Linked DNA regions of Mus musculus: region 2 is linked to region 1. A link is a contact called in public promoter capture Hi-C data. All regions are on one chromosome and are shown on one strand. The core of a region is the stretch at or near the end of the contact, and the rest is flanking DNA. Distances in the headings are between cores, read along the strand shown. Region 1 holds the start of Cul3 (cullin 3). Region 2 overlaps Dock10 (dedicator of cytokinesis 10).

Region 1 (3,700 bases), core at 1,063-3,562:
TTGATTAAACAAATGAATGGACAAATCAGCAAATTTCTCAATGAGATTAATTTTGAAGCATTTTTTGGTAGTTTTTTGGTGGTTAAAATCCAAACAGTTGATAGTGATTCTTTTAAATGCATTTAAATTTTGCTTAAGTAACACAAACATGGAAATCTGTGTTTGTAAAACAAATGAAAATAGCTATATAGTTTTGCAAGTGAATAGCAATAGGTCATAAGGTAGTTAATTCCTCTATTCTGGCTTTGGGTGGTTTCCCAAGTTCATGGAAAAACGAGAAAGATTAGGGCAATGCACTGATTTTCATAAGGCTAAACCTTTCAATGTAGAATAGTTTTTGTTATTTTTTAAAAAACTTGCAAATAAAGCATCACCTTCATAAGACTCCATGAACTTCTGAAACACCTGGAACATGGCATTTAGAAAGGAAGCTGTGGAGTGTCACATTACAATTTTACACTTTTACTATTCACGCACTTATTCACCACCAAAAGCAACAAAACAAAAAACAAAACAAAACAAAAAAACCAAAACAAGATCCATGACAGCATTATAACTAAAAATAAGATTTTTAAATCCTCCTTCATAACTGTGTGCATTACCTGCAGTCAAGTCAGTCCTTCCTGATATTCTTATATCCAGGGTTGCTTCTTTCTCCATACCCACATGCATCTTTGACTGCATATTACAAATACTATTGGCTTTTTCTCATGAGAGAGAACATGCAGTTCTTTCGGGAAAGCTGATAAAGTGGCAGAGCTTAGATTAAAGCCAATGGCTTAAAATGTATATTGTAATAAGAAATAGAGCCATATGATAGGACAGCCAATAGAAAAAGGTTTTATATCCTGATAATTATGGAAATGGCAATCAATTAGCATACTAGTTATAAACAACTATGCATCACTCACTATATTCATCAGAGCCCTTCCTTGTTTTACTTAACCCATTCTTGATATTTTATTTTTAGCTTAACTCTCTAAGCTTAGTCATTACAAATAATTTAGGGTCAATTCAACCATAAATAAACAAGCTTTATCAAGTTTTCCCTTTTGGAGGGCGGGGGTGTGTGAAGGGTGTTCAAGACAGGGTTTCTCTGTGTAGCCCTGGCTGTCCTGGAACTCACTCTGTAGACCAGGCTGGCCTCGAACTCAGAAATCCACCTGCCTCTGCTTCCCAAATGCTGGGATTAAGGTCATGGGCCACCAATTTCAATTGTAGGTGCTAATCCCAACAACAGTTCACTCAAAATGGGAAGATCCAAAACTGGGAGAATCTCAGATTTCCCAGGGGCGTTGGAAACAGCAAATGAGCAAGTATGCAAGGTAGATGTAGGATTCATACTGAATTAGAAGCCAAAAGCAGTCGAATTGGACATTTCGACTATAGGATAAGAGTCCCCGAACAAATAGAAAAATGTCTCCAAACCTACAGCAAACTTAATTTCACAGTGCTTTTGGTTTTAATGATCTATACTGTTCTTGGAAATGGTCGTATGTTTAACACAATATTGTAGTATATTAGGCATTTGTTTTATTTCGGCACAAACAAAAACCGGGTTTTAACATTAGTGGGCTCTGGATCCTCCAGAAGGTATCAACTAATGAACAAACCCAGGAGCTTGTACAGTGTAAGAAGGCCGGGTTGATTCTGAGGCGCTGCAACACCTAGCTAAAAACAGGACACTGGTTTCGCAGTCTGCAGGTAACTCAAGCACAAACCCTGCTTTCAAGTTTCTGGCTGGGCTCAAGTACCCATCCCTAGGCCACGTGCCCTAGAAAAACACAGGAGCAGTTCTAGGACGTAGAACCTTCCTCCTCGCACCCCACGCCCTTTCCCAGGACTACCTACCTACTAGGGCCAAGCTCAGCCCCGCCAGCCCACAACACAACACTCCCCTCTCCCCCTTCCGGAAATTCCCCCGCCCACTACCCACGTGACCCACCACCTTCGCGCTCCACCAATCAGAAGCCACCTCAGCCTACTGGGGTCTCCGACGCTCCTCTTTTGAAAACGCAGCCTACGTCTCCTGCACCAGGCCCCGCCCCCCAGGGCGCTGACTACGCCCATTCCTTAATCCACCCCTCTCCCCCCTCCCCACCACGTTCAGACCCCACTTCTCCCTGCGCCCTCCCTTCCCGGGCTTCGCCCCACCCCGCCCCCGACCGCGCGCCCGCCCCGATCTCGCGAGATCTGACGTGCCCGCCGCGGCCTCCCGCCTCCCCTCCCGTCCTCCCGCCCCCTCCCCCATCTCTCCACTCTCCGCTCTCCTCCCTCCCTCCTCCCCCCTCCACCCTCTGGGCCGGATCTCGTCTCGCTGAGGCGGAGGAGGAGAAGGAGGAGGAGGACGTTCGGCCTGCGCAGTGAGATGTTTGTCCGTCGCCGCCGCCGCCGCCATCGCGGAGGAGCGCGATAAAGGGAGCCGAGCCCGGCGCGAGGGGAAGCCCGCGGAGCCGCCGCGCCAGCGCAGCCCCCGGCCGAGCCCGAGCCGCCCGAGCCCGAGCCGCCGCCCCCGCCGCCGCGGCCGCCCAGGGGCCGGCCCGCCGCCCAGCCCAGCCCGGGGGCCGCGCCGCCGCCCCCCGCCGAGCCCCGCGGCTGCCCTCCCGCCTTCAATGTGACACCGGCGCCTCCGAGTGCGAGCCGCAGCCGCCGCCGCCGTCAGCGCCGCCGCCGGGGAGGGGCCGAGCACCATGTCGAATCTGAGCAAAGGCACGGGCAGCCGGAAGGACACCAAGATGCGGATCCGGGCCTTTCCGGTGAGTCGGTCCTCGGCGCCCGGGACCGGGAGCCGCGGCCCGGAGCCGCACGCGAGGCCGGGGCTGAACTCCGCCAACAGGCCGCAGCCGGCCTCCCCTCCCCCCACGGCCGCCGCCGGTGGCGGAGCGCGAGGCTTCCCGGCAACGGGGCGGCGCGGGGCCGGGTCGGCCACCTCCGGGGCCGTTCCCCGCGCCCCGGCCGCCCCGGGGCCTCCTTCGCTCGGGCCTCGGGGGCCGCGGCCCTGAGGGGATGCGCGCTGTGGCCGCCGCACCCGTCGCGTGGGGCGTGTGTGTAACTTTTAGCGTGCGGTTTCCAGAAGGAGCCGGCTCGGCTTTTACGGCGGTGGGGAGGACTGTCCACCTCTGCTCGACTCCGTAGTCAGGGGCGGTCTTGCCATCCCACTGCCCCACTCACTGACAGAGATGCTAGAAATGCCCACTGGCAAAACACTAGGAGCATAGTATTTATAGCATCCTTGATCCTGCAAAGCTTCCTAAGCGCTTGACCCACTCCGGTTCAGAATCGCCCCTCCACTTCTTGGAGGGCCAGGCACAGCTTTTCCGTGTCTTAGTCAAGGAGGTCCCCAAGAATAGTTGCCACTCAGACTTGTTTTACCTTGTACGTTTTTAGCGACAGCAAACATTTGCTCTTCAGAAACTTTTCCTCTTGGCGTTACGTTGAGTCATAGGCTTGCGGTGTTTAGTAGATGGAGTAGTATGTAACTTTGGATGTCATGCCTCGATCAGATAGCCAGTGGCAGGCAATTAAAATGTCCTGTTGTAACAAACTGGACGTACTTGCTCGTGTCGCTACAGTGACAGGTAAATGTCAAATAGACAAGCCATCAGTGGAGCAGAATTGTAAAAGTAAAACGGAGGGAGGTTGTTTTTCCCTTCTAAGACTCATAAGCATTCTGTCGTGTGGGAGGGGAAGGGGGCCTTTG
Region 2 (3,516 bases), core at 950-3,449, 380 kb before region 1:
ACTGTGTATCCCTCAGTCTCTTGGCTATCAATATATCCTTAAAGTCCCTGTCTGTCATCTCTTTCACTGCACCAGGTCATCCTCTGGCTTTGACATTTTTATCCTCGAGACTGTGACTGTGCTGTTTGAATCACGTATCTTGTTTTACCTCCTCTTGAATTTCACCTTACAACAGAGATTGCTGACTTGAGGAGGTTCTGGGGACAATAAGACAACCTGTTCCTGATGGAGTGTAAAATTATAATTTGTACTCTTAGGGGTTTGTAACCCTTAACCTACTCCGCTGGAGGGTGTTGAAATTTTTGTCTCATGGTGCAATAGTTTGAAGGTTATTTTTTCCTAGCAGGAATGTGAGGTCTCAGCTTTCAGTTCCCTTCCAAATCTACTGTAATTTACTCTCCTTTCTAAAATTACTTTCATGAGATGCTTTGATTGATTTGAGACTCTTTTTATGTTTAACTTAATGTTCATCCTCCGTTGTATTATTGCCCAGCATGAGTAAAGACGATTATACTTATGATTAGAGGAATAAAACAGGCCCGTTGGGGGCCAAGTATAGAACAGTCTTATCCCTTAGTTGAGAAGCTAGGCCACACATGAATGAAATTGCTGATGTATAGACTCTAATGGCTCTTTTAATGCAAACAAAAATTGATTCTCAAGGCAGAAAGTTGCAGGATGAAGCTGCCCTGAAACTCTGCCTCAGCACACATTCAGCATTCTTGCTTCCCTGTTAGGTAAACAGATGCTTTGCAGACTGGGAAGCCAACCTGTGGCCTTGTCATTGGAACACAGGGGGAGTAAGGAAAACTATCAGTTAGAACATGACCCTATTTTCCACACATGAATGCTTAGCTGCGCAGCTCTGGGAAGTTACCTCAAACTCTCTGAGCCTCAGCTTTCTCAACTTTGAGAATGCATGAGTTTCCTTGAGCTGCTAGTGCAGATGACTACCACGTGACTTGTAATATCTGAAATTTGCCTTGTCACAAGCCAAAGTCTGAAAGCAAAGCAGTAAGTCTATTCTATCTCTGGGGCAGGTCTGTGATGCCTCTCCCAGTATGTAGTAGCAGCACCAGATATTTGGGGACTGGACTATATGACTCTAGGGTCTGCCTACATCTTTTAAAGGCTTTTTGTTGTTGTTGTGTGTTTTTTTTTCTTCTGTCTCTTCACTCTCTGTCTCTTGCTCTGTGTGATCCAGCATGTCCTTACTTTCAGACCTATGGCTTCTCTCTAAATACCTGTGTTTTTGAAAACAGGACCCATTCTGTGTTCTAGAGATTTGAAGGTGGCATGTCTTGAGGGATAGGGTACCATTCAGCCTACTATAGTAATAACAATGTATTTGTGTTGCAGATTAAATAAGGGAGTGGGAGGATATTGGGAGCTTGAGAACTGCTAGTCATCATTTCATGATTATTAAGTATCTCTTAATATTGCCATTATGACACGTACTTTTGAGAGAACAGGCTGCATTCAACAGGAAGCTCTACTGTGACTCACAGAGAAGCATCTCTGAGACTCCGTTTGGAATGTTTGAAACAAAAGAAAGATGATGCTCTTTCCCCCATAGTTTATAAATCCTTGATCTGACTTTGACAGGGATTTTGGCTATGATGTAATCATCATGGTCATGTGGTCCTCACCATTGTGTCATCGTCTTTGCCATTGTCGTTGTTGTCAGTTGTTATCTGTCCACTTGGTGCAGACCACACGGATCTGGTCATTCCAATTCTTCAGTGAGTACTGAGAATCTAGGACAATCTTAACTCCTCCAGTCCAGGAAGCTGTGAGAAGCAGGGTCTGTCACTCCTCTCCATCTGTGGATATAAATGACTGACTGGCTGAGTGTCTGAACATCCTCCTGAGATATCGTGTAGCCATTTTCAGTGTAACCAGTAGCCTCTGAAACAATGTGTTTCAATATTCTCATTTGTTCAGGAGAACTGAAAAATTAATGAAATCCCTGCCAGGAAAATATTAATGATATGTCTGTCAATAATGGACACTCAGAAGTAGGAGAAGCTTTTTGTCTTAAACTCAGTATGATGCTTGATGCTGCATGCTGTAGCTGCCTTTATCAGCAGTGCAGTTAGGGACTAAGACCTGGATAAATGAGAACATGGGTAAATGGTGTTAGGGATAGCATTACTTCCTTCTTACAAGACAGCTCTTGAAGCGTCCTCTCTGCGTGGACACCAGGGGGCGATGCTTATGTGGAAAATGCCAGCAGAGTTACCTTCTAAGGCTGTTTGCTTCTGAAGCTTGAGCCTCTCGTCTTTAAAGAACTTATTATCTTCATTTTTCTACCCCATAACAGTTATCCAACACACATGGCCAACAGCAGATAGCTTCTTAGACACCACATCTAAACCTCTTGACTGAACTGACTGGCCCTCTATAGCCATGGTGGTCCAAAAGTTCTCTATCCTTCTTAGAATTCAAATGTTGCAATCTTAACACCAAAGCAGTGAAACCAGAAAGATCGAGGGAATGAGAGTCCAGTTGTTAGAGGGCAGCATAGTCCTTATCAATGGACTCAAGCCTGAGGCAGCTGTTTCCAGCAAATGAGAACTTGGATGTTAACATGTGTAACCTAGAAGGCAGATCCCTCTTCTGACTCTAAATCTACCAGTGACTTGGTCCAGGACTTCTCTATCCATTCAAAATATAAACAATCAGTTTATATTGAGTATGACACCCTGTTTGTGGTAGCTATGACAATTGGAATAGAATGAAATATTATCTCTCCACAGTTCAGTGATTAAAACTCTGAAGATAACTCCAGTGCCCATAAAAGTCCTCATCTGCCTGTTGTTTACATGAGATAGCATTAAACCATTTTCAGTAGGCGAGCTCTCCAATTAGCACATTTTGAAGCAAATGAACACAGCTGCTAGTGGTTGGCTTTTCTCCTTAGTAATAGCTTGAATTATCTATGCCTTTCTCAGAGAGGAAGGCATAGAGGCACTAGCTGGCACATCTCAGCCCCTTTATCCAGCCCTGATAATGACATGGACATCCTTGAGACACTGTGAACATGTTAAAAATTCTCTTGGCCTTCTGACAAGTGTGGCACGATAGCTGTCCGTGAATCAAGAACAGGAAATGCTCAGGATGATACCGTCACTTCTTCCAGTTTTGAAGTGTTCTCCTTGAAGTTTTTCATGAAGGACTTTGATAATAATTATGATTCTCCAAGGATTGTTCTGAACAAAGCATTTATTTCTAGATGCTAAGAGAACTTTAACATTCATGAATCTTCCTTTGAGTTTTTAAATGCCAGCAAGAGATGATTAGAAAATGCATCAATGAAACTGAAGTCAGTTTTCTATGATGTGCAAAACTTGTGGGGGGGGGGTGAGGGGGAGAGAGAGAGAGAGAGAGAGAGAGAGAGAGAGAGAGAAATGGATGATTTCAATGTTGTTTTACAGCTGAAAAGACATAGCTCTTGTGGCTTCAAAAGGCTCATCATAAGTCTTCCTTAGAGACACTGTGTTTTTGAACAAAAGG

Evidence for each region. Promoter capture Hi-C pulls out the DNA fragments that hold promoters and counts their contacts.
Region 2: a contact with region 1 is called in a promoter capture Hi-C map of the HPC-7 cell line. The contact joins the enhancer-like site here to the promoter of Cul3 in region 1. A contact is called at or near these places in 3 of 39 promoter capture datasets (the C10 cell line, the HPC-7 cell line and pre-B cells), 3 of 115 datasets of contacts at active chromatin or transcription factors (the 230-238 cell line, effector CD8 T cells and memory CD8 T cells) and 1 of 9 other capture datasets (liver).

What each region holds. Positions count from the first base shown.
Region 1 is chr1:80,339,302-80,343,001 of GRCm38.p6, reverse strand. It overlaps Cul3 (cullin 3), which reads left to right and starts at 2,312. Exons shown (of 16, transcript NM_016716.5): 1 at 2,312-2,756. The coding sequence starts at 2,691. Gm39667 (a long non-coding RNA gene) reads right to left here and starts at 2,089. Exons shown (of 2, transcript XR_865570.2): 1 at 1,852-2,089; 2 at 1-1,774.
Region 2 is chr1:80,721,539-80,725,054 of GRCm38.p6, reverse strand. All of the region lies in intron 1 of Dock10 (dedicator of cytokinesis 10), which reads left to right. Among named protein-coding and RNA genes, the nearest start is that of Dock10, 35 kb to the left of the region's middle. Within about 2 kb of position 2,199, at least 29 of the 459 cell types and tissues checked have an H3K27ac peak or open chromatin away from gene starts, as enhancers often do. A contact at or near this core is called in the HPC-7 cell line, where this site is marked.